4 separate regions of the Zea mays genome follow, and regions 2, 3 and 4 are each linked to region 1. The links are chromatin contacts, called in public Hi-C maps. All regions are on one chromosome and are shown on one strand. Each heading gives the region's core, a stretch centred on a gene start, on an enhancer-like site or on the middle of the called end of the contact. The rest is flanking DNA. Distances are from core to core; before and after follow the strand shown.

What was found. Hi-C and Micro-C count contacts between places; a contact is called where the count stands out from the background.
Region 2: a contact with region 1 is called in a Hi-C map of ear, with 2.9 times the contacts expected there. The contact joins the promoter of LOC109940330 here to the promoter of LOC103629309 in region 1. A contact is called at or near these places in 2 of 25 Hi-C or Micro-C datasets (ear and tassel).
Region 3: a Hi-C map of leaf shows a contact between it and region 1, with 2.4 times the contacts expected there. The contact joins the enhancer-like site here to the promoter of LOC103629309 in region 1. A contact is called at or near these places in 3 of 25 Hi-C or Micro-C datasets (ear, leaf and tassel).
Region 4: a Hi-C map of ear shows a contact between it and region 1, with 2.6 times the contacts expected there. The contact joins the enhancer-like site here to the promoter of LOC103629309 in region 1. A contact is called at or near these places in 4 of 25 Hi-C or Micro-C datasets (ear, endosperm, leaf and 1 more).

What each region holds. Positions count from the first base shown.
Region 1 is chr6:53,662,683-53,665,826 of Zm-B73-REFERENCE-NAM-5.0, reverse strand. LOC103629309 (proline-rich receptor-like protein kinase PERK8) reads right to left here and starts at 1,526. Exons shown (of 8, transcript XM_008650470.3): 1 at 309-1,526; 2 at 1-68. The coding sequence starts at 927.
Region 2 is chr6:53,161,348-53,164,491 of Zm-B73-REFERENCE-NAM-5.0, reverse strand. It overlaps LOC109940330, which reads right to left and starts at 1,694. Exons shown (of 1, transcript XM_020539810.3): 1 at 653-1,694. The coding sequence starts at 1,655. The coding sequence ends at 1,122. It overlaps LOC100282993 (peroxin Pex14), which reads left to right. Exons shown (of 11, transcript NM_001412255.1): 11 at 1-532. The coding sequence ends at 186.
Region 3 is chr6:53,220,622-53,223,765 of Zm-B73-REFERENCE-NAM-5.0, reverse strand. No RefSeq gene overlaps it. Among protein-coding and RNA genes, the nearest start is that of LOC100282993, 54 kb to the right of the region's middle. Within about 2 kb of position 1,540, at least 7 of the 20 cell types and tissues checked have an H3K27ac peak or open chromatin away from gene starts, as enhancers often do. A contact at or near this core is called in leaf, where this site is marked.
Region 4 is chr6:54,050,015-54,053,158 of Zm-B73-REFERENCE-NAM-5.0, reverse strand. No RefSeq gene overlaps it. Among protein-coding and RNA genes, the nearest start is that of LOC103629310, 170 kb to the right of the region's middle. Within about 2 kb of position 1,623, at least 17 of the 20 cell types and tissues checked have an H3K27ac peak or open chromatin away from gene starts, as enhancers often do. A contact at or near this core is called in ear, endosperm, leaf and 1 more, where this site is marked.

The sequences.
Region 1 (3,144 bases), core at 277-2,776:
GGGGCTCCCGGCGCTATAGTTGGTGTGGACAGAAGGATCAGCTGACCATCCTACATTTGCAGATTCACCTGAAGGAAGCGGGATATGGTATCAGTGGCCGTGTTGCTAGCTATTCCAAAGAGCTGCATGCTGTATTAAGCTAGATGCAGAAACAAAGTATTTCAGGTCCCTGGAATTTTCAGGCAACAACCATACACAATCAGCCAGCACAGTGAAAAGGGCAACTCACAAGATAATTTATTAAAAAATGACAAAAAAGCTGTATGTTGCATGATATATAGGGAGGAGTGAGAAACAAAACAAAATACCCGAAGGTTGCTGCGAAGAAAAAGGCGACATGAGACCAGCTCTGTAACCACTCATCTGCTTCCTCTTGCGCTTGCGGTTGAACCAAACTGCTGTGACTAGGAGGCTAAGAAGGAGCAGGGCGACCACCGCAGCGGCGATGGCTACAACACCATTACCAAGGCCGCCAAAGGGGGCGGATGGGCTCCTGGACGGCGCACCCGGGCTGGACGACTTGTTCCAACTTGGGTTCTTGCCCCTGGCCGGGTCGACTGCGATGGCAGGCGTAGGCAGTGGTCGTGCTGACGGCGGAGGAGCGCTAAAAGGAGGTGGTGCAGGGGCCGGGGACGCTGGCGGAGATGGCGAGGGCGTCGGAGCGGCAGACGGCGTCGGGGACGTTGGAGGGGGCGAGAGCAGCGGCGGCCTTGGAGGAGCAGCAGCCGCCCGCGGCGGCGGCGAGGCTGTGTGTTGAGGAGGCCCAGGCGACGGCTGGGAGTGGGAGTGGGAGTGGGAGGAGGGTGGAGGAGCGGCGGGTGCGGGAGAGGTGAGGGGCGGGGGCGTGGCAGCGGTGTCGGGCGGTGTGGCAGTGGGCCGCGAGGACGCCGGTAGCGGAGAAGAGGCGGTGGTGGGGGCGGAGGCCATGAATCAATCAGGCTATTGAGAGTGGGAGGCGGTGGTTGGGGTTGGGCTTGGTGCATGTCCCCGTCGTGGCGGCGGTGTCGCTGGACATGGCCATCCGGTGGATGCTGCTGCAGCTACTAGTAGTAGTATAGGAATAGGGAAAATGGGGAGCTTGCTTACTCTGATGGCACCGCACCACTTTTGCTTGCTTGCTTTGACGAGGGGCGGAAGGGGGAAGGGACTTGACTTGCGGACGCCACCAAAGAAATCCAAGAAATGAATGAATGGTGTGGAAGTTGAACCAAAAGCAAGCCAAGCCAAGCAAATAGAGAAGACGAGGAACGAGGGGCAGAGGGGGAAGGGACGGTGGCGGAAATGGAACTCGGCTCGGCTGATCCTGCCTGCCACTGCCCGCGTTCAGTTTCAGTAGCTGAAACGAATCCAAGGGAAGGGGGAAAGAGATTGATGGAAGTGTCCAGCGGTGAGTGGGAGGGGCCAGGAAGGAGTTGCGAGTGGACGATGATTCCCCTTCCGCTGCCGCTGGGTGCCGGCCGCCGGGGTCCGTCCGGTCCGGTCGTTGGACTTGGACCACTGCCGTGACCTGCTCTGCTGTCACCATAATTACCGTCTCCATGCCTCTTCACTCTACTTCCATTTCATACACCTGCCAAACAATGGCACTGTTTGTTTCGGCTTCTGGCAGCTTCTGGCCACCAAAAGCTGCTGCGGACTGCCAAACGCTCAGCTTTTCAGTCAGCTTCTATAAAATTCGTTGGGGCAAAAACCATCCAAAATCAACATAAACGCTTTTCAGTCAGCTTCTATAAAATTCATTGGGGCAAAAACCATCCAAAATCAACATAAACACATAATCGGTTGATTCGTTGTAATAGTAGGAATCTGTTACTTTCTAGATTCTGAGCCCTATGAACAACTTTATTGTCCTCCACACGAAATCGTAATGATACTCAGATTCTCCCCACAGCTAGATTCTCCCTACAGCCAGATTTTCAGAAAAGCTGGTCAGAAAAAAGCTAAACCAAACAGGCCCAATTTCTATTTTACAACAGCATTTCTTATCTTAAAATATAATAAGGCTCATCTCGTAAAAAAATAGTTTCAATCGTGCTATATTTTACATTTTTTATCAAAAATCTAAGAGACATAAATAGTGTCATATTGTTACTTTCTACATCATCATTAATCTTTTCCTTCCTAATAATATAATTTGATTTTTTTTCTAAAATACATAATTTAGAGCTTAAAATACACGATTTACATCATCATTAATCTTTTCCCCCTTTAGAAGCTCGTAAAGATTCTTCATCCCAACATGAGCAAGTCGGCGATGTCAGAGTCAGCCCATATTAGTTTTAGCAATTAAGCAAGTGTCTAGTTTAGAATTGTTATCAGTGAAACAATCTAACACTTCCTTAAAAGCTAGTGAATCATCATTTCTTCTAAAGACGATAACATCAACGTCAGTAAATAAACAGTTGTAGCTCATTTTGCATAATTGAGAAATAGAAAGCAAGTTGTAACCTAGAGATTCTACAAGAAAAACATTAGAAATATAATGGTCAGGAGATATAGCAATTTTACCCAATCCTTTGACCAAACCTTGATTTCCATCCTCGAATGTGATTGCTCTTTGAGGATCATTATTTTTCTCATATGAGGAGAACATTTTTTTCCCCTGTCATGTGGTTTGTGCACCCGCTGTCAATTATCCAACTTGTTCTGCCGGATGCATAAACCTACAACACAAATTTAGGTCTTGTACTTAGGTACCCAAACGGTCTTGGGTTCTTTCACATTAGAAACAAGCACCTTGGGTACCCAAACACAAGTCTTTAGACTCTTGTGTTTGCCCCAACATATTTGGCAACTACTTTGCCGGATTTGTTGGTAAGTGTAAGAAAAATGGACCGAGGGCCATTTGGCTAAATAGGTTTTGGTGTTTGATGAACAAAATAACATGTGGACTAATGTGTTTGTGTAACACACTGAATTTGGGGTATAAAATTTCTTTCTTATGATCATCCAAATTCAGGTGTTACTCTTCACTATTTCACTCTAGTCTCTCTCTCTCCTTAGTTTTCTCTCTATCTTTCTCTTTTAATTAGAGTTAGTTGTATTAGTGAGGGATTATTTAATTTATTTTGCCCAAAACATATGAGTCATGGAATGTTGCATCATATTAAGCTTAATTATTCTTTGAATTGTTGCACATATTTG
Region 2 (3,144 bases), core at 445-2,944, 500 kb after region 1:
GCTATACGTCAACCAAAGGTCCCTCCAAAGCAGCCCTCCAGCGATGCCTCTCGGGCAGCTGGAGAGATGCAGGTGAATGGTGCTTCAAGTGCATCACCGGATGCTGTGACTGAGGTTCCTGTTAATAGTGCTACCACAAGTGATGCTGGACACAGCGAGATCGAAGAACAACCAGTGGCCGTCTAAGTGAAAAACCGAGACCAGCCAAGAACTGGGAAGCAATCTAAGAGAGATTTGGGGTTTCTGGTACATACTGGGGTTTGTCATACATTTCTGAATAACATGTGTCAGAACAGCATGACGACAACATGTCAATAAGTAGCAGATAGTTTCTGTATTTAGAGTAATGCTACTTGTACACAGGAGAATGTCAAGCATTATCTATGGCTGTTCGATCGAGGGTGCTTAAAGGTTGTGAATTGTTGTCTTTTATTTTGTTTGCATTTTGCTGTTCGCTTCATTCCATTCAGGTGTTGTTTTTCTGGGTTTGCCAAGGATGAGAATCAATGGCGGTGTACACAGGTTGTTTCTGTCAGTTCATGCTCTCCCCAGTTTTTTTTTAACTTATTGTTGTCTCAGGTTAAAGGGTGGGATACCATGATTGTAGCTCTGGCTAATCAACTACACCAGCACAGTATTTTGAAGCAAAGGAACAATACCCTGATGAAGGATGATGCGTATTAGCATAATCAGTTACAGAGTACCACTAGATAGAGCAGAATGATACATATAAGCATAATCAGTTACAGAGTACCACTAGATAGAGCAGTGATGCTTGCAGGTCTACCATTTACACAATGCATGAGGTGAGAAACTAGAAGTTACAAAAGACTGACGATCAGCAGCTAGAAGCCTAGAAGGAACATATAGGTCAGTAGCATAACCTGCTCAGCGCCGCTGTGGCTTTAGACCCCAAGGACAAGATCTTCCCAAGATCATTCCTAATATCCATGAGGGTTTGTTCGGTTATTTTCAATCCATATGGATTGGAGGGGATTGATACGGATTGAAAGGGATTTTGACTTACTGGGACTGAAACCCCCTCAATCCATATGGATTGGGTTAGAACCGAAAGCCTGAGGGGGAGCGCCGGTTGCCACGCAGCTCAAGGCGGCCTTTGCTTAGCCCTGGTGGGTGGTGGCACCACGCGCCCAGTGCGCTTGTGCTTGTCTTGGCTGATGGGGGTCTCGGAGTCGATCACAAAGCTGAACCTGCTGAATATGGAGACTGGAGAGGAGGTCCTCCCTGGAGGGCAGGGGAGTTCCCTCTGCCAAGTACAGCTCAATTGCTACAGGATTCCAGGCATAGCTGTGCTGCCCAGCGGTCGTCATAGTCCTCGTGCATTTTCCTCTTCTCATTATTAGTGGGGGGTGTTGCAGTTGTTGCCACAGGAGGATTGGAATGTCCATGTGTTGCGTTGGCACCTGCAGCAGCAGGATGGGGGTTCTTCTTAGACAAGGATCCGTTGTCAGGGCCTGCTTGAGCATCTTGCGGCCAACACCAGCAGCTGAGGGGGGCTTAATGCCACCATCGTCTTGTGAGCCATCACCATCGCCACCGCTCACAGCAGCATGGGAATCGGGATGGTTGTCGATGAAGATGTTGTTCCTGTTCCTTCTATACATGGCCAGGCAACCGAGGGCCGCCGTATCCATCCACTCCCCTGCCTGAGCACGGCGTCTCGGAGAGCACCTCTGAACCAGAGACATGGGATGGGAGGGGGGGGGGGGGGGGGGGGGGGGGGGGGGGGGTGGGACCATCCTCCTCTCGCTGCTTGTGGCTGCCGGTGACCTTCTTTTCTTGGACACCTGTGCCAGTGTAGGGAGGGGAGAGGTACCTGCTCTTCCGCGCTCTCTTGGTGGCGGACAGGACTGCATCGTCGACATCCAGGGCAGGATGGTTTATTAACTGTAGGTATTGTAACTCGAGATGAGAAGTCCATGTATCATGTTCTGCAATAGAGTAAGCTAATAAGGCTGATCAGAGTTCAACTAAGTATGTGATAGAAGTTTTATACAGAGCTGCTTTTGCTTACTTCAGTATCTGCAAGCTTTGTCCAAAGTATGGAGTGTGCCAAGAAAAAAAAACATCAATAGGGGAACATTAGAAAGAAAATATCTGAATATCAAATCTGTGGGAAGAGTTACATTGCCCTGCAGTATATCTTGTCCCGCAAAGAAGAAAAATGCACCCAAAGCCAGAATAGGCAGCAGTATGAGGAGCTGCTTTCAGAAGAGATGAAAGAACTTAAAAATTATGGGCAACTGAATCAACTAGAATCATGGATGGATGAAGAAACACGAAGACTGAATCACATTTTGTGGTTCGTACAAACCAAACTATTAAATGGATAATGTTATCAATGTCAGTTGAGCCATAGAGTAAGCTAAACCAAGGTTTCAGATTTTTAATATGTATGTTCTATGGAATCAAAATGTTCAATTTTTTCACGAGTCTATGATGCAGTGCACAATTAAATACTAGTCTATAGTAGTACATTTTCGCCAAACTAAACAACAATACTTCGTGAAAGTGTAAATTCACAGAAAATTTGAGGTCAGCTTAGAAGCAACTACAACATGGACAGCAAAATTCTACTGTTAAAAAGCACATCATTCTTTTGTCTTAAACAAACTGGCAGTACATAAGCTGGTGATTTCAACTCTATTCTTAAAATAAGCATGCTCTGTAGGAGTGCATTTGGTCATATAGGCCATGGCTTGTATGGATCCAGTAGATAAAAATTGTGTTAGAGTTGTCATCTATGGAGGTATGTGTATGCGGTATCTGTATACCATAGTTTTTAAGGCGCCCGTAAGGCGACGCTTAAGCGTCGCCTAAGCAGTAAGGCGAGGGTGACTCGCCTTGCCTAAGAGCTCTCCTTAGCCCACTTTAGTTCGCCTTAGCGTCACCTAGGCGGTAAGGTGATGGTGGCTCGCCTCATCTCGCCTTACCGCCTTAAAAACTATGTAAGCTGCAGCTAGTTACATGTTTGATAATACATAAAATTATGTTCGAGTAGTCATCTTTGAAGCTATGTATAATCAAAACTTAGCTTCAGCTATTTGTATAATCAAAACTTCAAAGTATGGCAACACAGTAATATGAAGATGCAAGAAATAATAAGTAAGAGTGCTCACCGAG
Region 3 (3,144 bases), core at 291-2,790, 440 kb after region 1:
ATTGAACCCTATGAGCTATGGCTATTAAGAGACTAGAACACACAAAGCTCCAAAGTTAGGAGAAAAACACTAGACCATAGTGACAGTAACTGAAGCTGGTCTGCATTGCACATGCGTGATAGAGCTAGTTAGGACACCATTTACTTCCAAATTTATATAGTACCAAGACAAGCTACCACAAGTAAACTTGCTTACTAATACTTGGTCTCCAATTTTGCTACACAAAATATATCTCCTAACTGCATAGAACAACCCCAAGGAAACTCCAATGTTGAGCCAACGTACTGAAATGTCCAATTTTAGATGTCTGGAATAGCCTAACATCAACCTGACAACCTAACTTTAAGCAATATTTACACCTAGTTCTGTATAGCTCTAAGGTCAAATAGCTTAATCAAGTTTGTGCTCCTAGAACATATATACAAGGTTGCTATAATGACCAACAACTAAAAACTCATGGATTCAATGCTATAGTGCTTCAAAGTTGACCCCATTCACTGCAACCAGTTTCAGTTAACTGAAACAGGCACCCATTAAGTCTGTTGGAAGGATTTGCAACCTCATTTACTCTAATTTTCACACAAGAACAAATCCAACTCTTTATATGAAACATGTTCTCCTTCAAATGGTCTTTGACTGTGCTATAAGATTCTTAGTCCAAGACCTTATGGACTGGTCACAAAGTTGCTCCAAACTGGGAACCAAATATTAAAACTTTAGTTGCAGTTAATTGAATTCAGTTCAGAGAAAAATAAGCCTGACAGCACACCTTTAGGCACTAATTACTCCCAACTCTAAGTAGTGTCAAGGGCATAACCCTCACCAAATTTTACTCCCCTAACACTGGTATTCAAGTTTTCTATAGCAACTATAGTCTAAAACTACTTAGATTGGTCACAAAACACCTCCAAACTGAGTACCCAACACTGCAATTTCAGGTTTCAGATCTGAATAAAAATCTAGTCCAACTAACATGACAGTCCAAGTTCTCAGTGGGTGCATGAAACTGCTCGGGGAAGACGTACGTTGGCTGGTCGACGATGAAACTAAACACGGCGACGATTTGTGGTGGCACGACTATGTTCTGGCCACTATGAGGTGAAGGAGGTTGTGGCCGTGGTCACCACTAGCAGGGAGATAACGCGCTGTGCACAAGGGCTGACCGAGTTGGTGGCTGGGGAGAGAGGGCTATCTCTAGTATGGACACAAGAACTTCATATTCTTTGTTGTGGTCTGAGGGTAGAGCTCAAGACGGGGAGGTAATCCTCGCTGAAACCTACCCTATAAACACCTGAATATGGGGCAAGGTGGCCCTGCACCTGTCCAACATGCAGTGAGGAAATGTTTTGAGGGTGCCAACATTATATGAGCAACCCATATGTGGCTTTCATGCATCAATATCTCACCAGCTCGTAGCCACACCATATTCACTGAACCTGGTCAACTTAACCAGCCAAAATATCCCATGTCCAGTAAACACAGACAGAAGAATGATAAGTGAACACTCCACTGTGAGCAGACTCAACAGGCCCAACTTGATATTTCTGGGGTCTCCCTTTGTTGTCCACCCAAGTCTTATCTCAGCCTGAGCTCACCAGTTTAGGACAGCGGGGGAAGATCTTTTCTGCAACTCCAAACCTGATCCATAGTCAGATAGCTACTTTCCCCTCCACTATCTCCAGAACAGACCAACTCCTAGATATCTTTCTGCAGTGGGAAACCTTCAGCACCTAAGCTATGTACCTCGTCCCCACTAACACTTATCCCTATGAAAACTTAAACACATAGGTGAAGTTCAGCAGGATAGGGAGATTCTTGTTCAGACTACTAAATCAGCATTGAACTAGACTAAAACAGCCAATACTGCCATTGCAGAACCCCCTGTTTAATCCCTTCTATCTAATAAATCTCCTCACAACAGAGCTATATTTCTTAACTAACATTACTCTCCAACTATAGCCCTTTCTATTTGATATAACACTCCAGGGCTGAAACTACTCAGAACTGAAGTTGTGGTGTTCCAAACTATAGCAAAAACAACTAAACACTCAATTTCAGTTTTACTGATCAACCCACACTATCTCTGACATTGGAAATTGCAGCACCATTTTCTCCTAATTGTATACATTAGCCACACCAAGTCTTTGCATGAACTTGTTCTCCTATACCTAGTCTTTGACTTTGCTATGGGGTTCCCAATCTAATATCCCTTGGATCAATTACTACAGAGCTCCAAAATATGGTAAAAACTCACTGAATCTCACAGCAACAGTTAACTAGATCCACACCTCTAAAGTCTGACAGAGGAAATTGGGGTATACTTTACTCTCGGATTTGTGTAGAACCAAGTCCAACCCTCTTTATGAAACTTGTTCTCTGTACCATGGGCTCCAACTTTGCTATATAGTTCTTAGTTCAAAACTCCTTCATTTGGTTATAAAAGGACTCCAAACTAAGCATCAAACACTGATTTTCAGTTTGCAGTGAACTGAATACAGTTCAGTTTTAGCCACACACAGTCCAACTTTGAGCAAGCTTTACTCCACTTTTTATGTGGAACCAAACCAAACTTACTTAAAGGAACTTGTTCGCCATCATATGGGATTTAACTCCTCTATAAACACCACATCACAAAATTCCTTAGATTTGCCACAAAGAGGCTCCAAAAATAGCCATCAACACTGAATTTTTAGCTGCAGACCACTGTCCACCATCTGAAACTCTAGAAATCTGCCAAGCCCTATTTGGACCACCCTCCTTTTCCTAGTGGCATATACTTTGAATGGCAAGTTGCTTAATAAAGTTTATACTCCAACAGTCCCTCTACAAAATTTATATAGTGACCATTAACCAAAACCTCTTGTATTCCAAACTACAATAGCCCAAAGTTTGCTCCAAATGATGATATTCAGACTCTAAATTCCACTAAGTCTGAAATCCACAATTTCTAACAACTTTACTTTTTACCAGTTTTTCTCTTAAGTTCCATAGAGTGTTAGGGCTATAACTTTGTATTCCTCATATAGCTCTATAACTTATATTCCTCATATAGCTCTATAACTTTGTTATAATGACCATCTTCAAAATGTTTATAGATCAAAAGCTATAAAGATCCAAAGTCGACTAGTTGATATAATTTTCAGC
Region 4 (3,144 bases), core at 374-2,873, 390 kb before region 1:
TTCATATGCAAAAGATTTGGAATTTACAAGTTTTGGAATTCAAAAACCCTAAATTAAACCTATTTATGCTATTAAAATAAAGCCTAGGGGTCTCTCTGCAAGAAACTAGGGACCCAGGTGCAAGAAAACTGGACTGTGAGTTCTAATTCCAGGGAACCGAGAGTTTCTTTTACAAAACAACCAATCGAAGGGGTATCGGGCTCCCTTGACTGTTGGATCTCGGATCAACGGCTGAGATTAGACCGGCGAGCGAGCGCGGGCGGGCGCTGTAAAGCCCAAAATTTGTACCAGAAAAAAATAATGATGTAAATGAATAAATATTATTGTGTAGGGTTTTAGGATTATGGATCCTTTGGAGATCATTTGATTTGCGCATATTCAATTAATGGAATAAAATTAGTCAAATGACAAATAAATAAATACAGGGTCCTTAATTATTGTATGGTTCATTATTTATTAAGTTTGTATGAAGAAATTTTTAGAGGAATATAATAATAAACAAATATGTGCTTTGCATCATGTTGGATTTTTGTTTGTGCATTTAAAAATTTGAGTGTCAATTTTAATACTAGATTCAATTTGATGTTTGAAGATTACAAACAAACAGAAAATGAAATGGCAAAAATAAAAGGGTGGGATGAACTGGTCGATTGGGCCAAATCCCTGTCCGAAGCTCGCCCAGCCGGCCCACACTCCTCGGCCCAATTTTTTCTGGCCAGCCGGCCCAGCAGCCATTTCCCCATGTTCTCACTGATAGGCGGGGCCCTCTCGCCAGTCTCTGTCTGTGTTGCGCACGCGCATCGCGCGCTCCGCCGTGGCACCGACCTACGGGCCCCGGTTGCAAGTAACCACATGCACACCTAAACCAGTCTCGTCACTCGCTGCCTCGTGGGGTCTGGTGCACAGGGTGATCCTCTACCTCTGTAGCGAACACAAACAGCAATAGACTCAACGCAGATTGCGCCTAGGATCCTCATCTCGTATGTCGTATCTGACCTCTATCCCCTCAGCCGTGTTTCCTCGGGGCAGAGTCCGCCTGCGGGGGCATAAAATGCGTCATCCACCCTCTCGCCAATGCCGATGGTGCTAGCCTGATGGATCGCTTGCCTCTTTCCGTGAGGAAACCATTACCAGTGGCGGGCGACGCACCACGGCATGCCTACACCAGTGCTTGATCCTTGGGAATCGCCTAGAAGACTTTCCAGGGGTGATGCAAGGCCGTGCGTGGAGGCTTTGTGAAACCCAAATTCGACGTGGGCAGCCTCAGACCATGGAGTTTCCTTGCCGGTGCGGGTCTTTCCGCGGTGCCACAAGCCCACAACCCCGACTGGACCAAGCCTCGGTGCGCACGACTCACGGTAAGAAACTCTCCGCGTAGTCCTCCCTGCCATTTCCTTTGCGTGACTGCGGGCGATTTGGAATTTTGGTGTTTAAGCGTGAACTTCTGGGCCACGGCAATGGCGCCACCGCAGGGTGACCTGCGCCGCATGTGTGAGCTTTGGTTGGTGAGTAGAGGAGGATGGAAGGTCCTGGCCCGTCGATCTATCACTGGACGGTGGAGATCAAGCTGAAGCATACCTCTTCACTCTATCGAATGTGATCCATGGGATGGGGATCGGATGGACCTGGTCTCGTAACGGTAAGAAGACCTAATCGGTGCCATCGATTTATGATCCAACGGCCGGTTGAGAGTGTGGGAGCATTTAAGAAGAATGATCTAATCTGGGCGCTTGATGGGCGATCTGACGGCCCATAATGCACCGTACCCCTTCGTCGTGCCTAGTTTGCAAACGAGACCCTGCATTAATAGTTTATCAACCCGCGATCCTCGTGCGGGTGTAGCCAGAGTCTTGTAGATCTTTTGAATTTTCCCTCGTGTCTCACTGTATTATTGCACGCAACCAGGAAACAGAGAAAATCAGATAATAAAATTTAGAAAATGATTTTAATACAAAAATAATTCCAGAAACTTGTATAATTCATATTTAATTCATTTTAACTCCAAATTGATTCATTCCAGTGGCATTAATTTTGTTTTAATATCGTTTATTATCTAGTAACCTTATTTTAGTATGAAACATATGGTTAAATTTATGCGCTTGATTTGTTTTGTATCTACCACTTAAAACTTCAGAAAATTATAATTAATTCATTTTAACTCTGTTTCAATCCGTTCAAGTTGCGTTAGCTTCATAAAGATATTGTTCATGTAGTAACAACATTAATTATACCATAACACATACTTTTATAGTTAGATATTTATTTATCCTTTGTCTACTAGATTAACTCCAGTAATCTAGGTTAATCTCTCTATATATAATCTGGGTAATAGGTAATCCCTAATCAAATTATAATCTAGATTAAAGTTGGATTAGTTATTCAGAATATATTTTTCTCATATATTGTAGAATAAACAATTTATAATTCAATTTAATATTCCAACCACATAGATCTTCCATAAATCATAACTCGATAACCATAACTCTGATTTTAGTGGTTCGCTAACCCACGATCTCGTAGCGACGTTGAAAGTCGCTGTCACACCCGGTTTTAGAAGGCAAACTGAATGCGAACCATGTACGTGCCAGGATCAGTTATTCACGTACACAGCAGTTACATAACATGGACATCATCACACAGTGCTCAAAATAGTATTAAAAGGGAAGTAATAGTCGATTACATCATACGTCTGAGACGTCCATATAGTTCTTACAATAAATCAAAGTGCGGAAAAGAAACGTAGATAAACGAGGCCTTCACAGGCAGCCGACTGGGGGTTGCCGCTAACCCACGCCTAGAACTCGTCGTAGTCTTGGAACTCCTGGAAGTCTCCTTCCACAGCTTCATCTTCGCCTGAGCAGTGGTTGCAATGCTGACAACCTGGGGATGGGGGGTTTGGTGTGTAGAGCAAGGGTGAGTACACATCAACATACTCAGCAAGTATCCTGTTTGGCTGTAGTGGACTAGCTTTATGTGGGGATAAGTCAAGCAGTTGCTTTTAGTTGGTCAGATTATTATTACTAGTAGAGAAAGCCAAGTTTTAGCATTAACCCAAGTTATTAGCCCGATGTACCCTTTCCAAACGGAAAGAATACCACTTACCAGCACCATAGACATAACCAGAACCATCGATCTCATAACCAC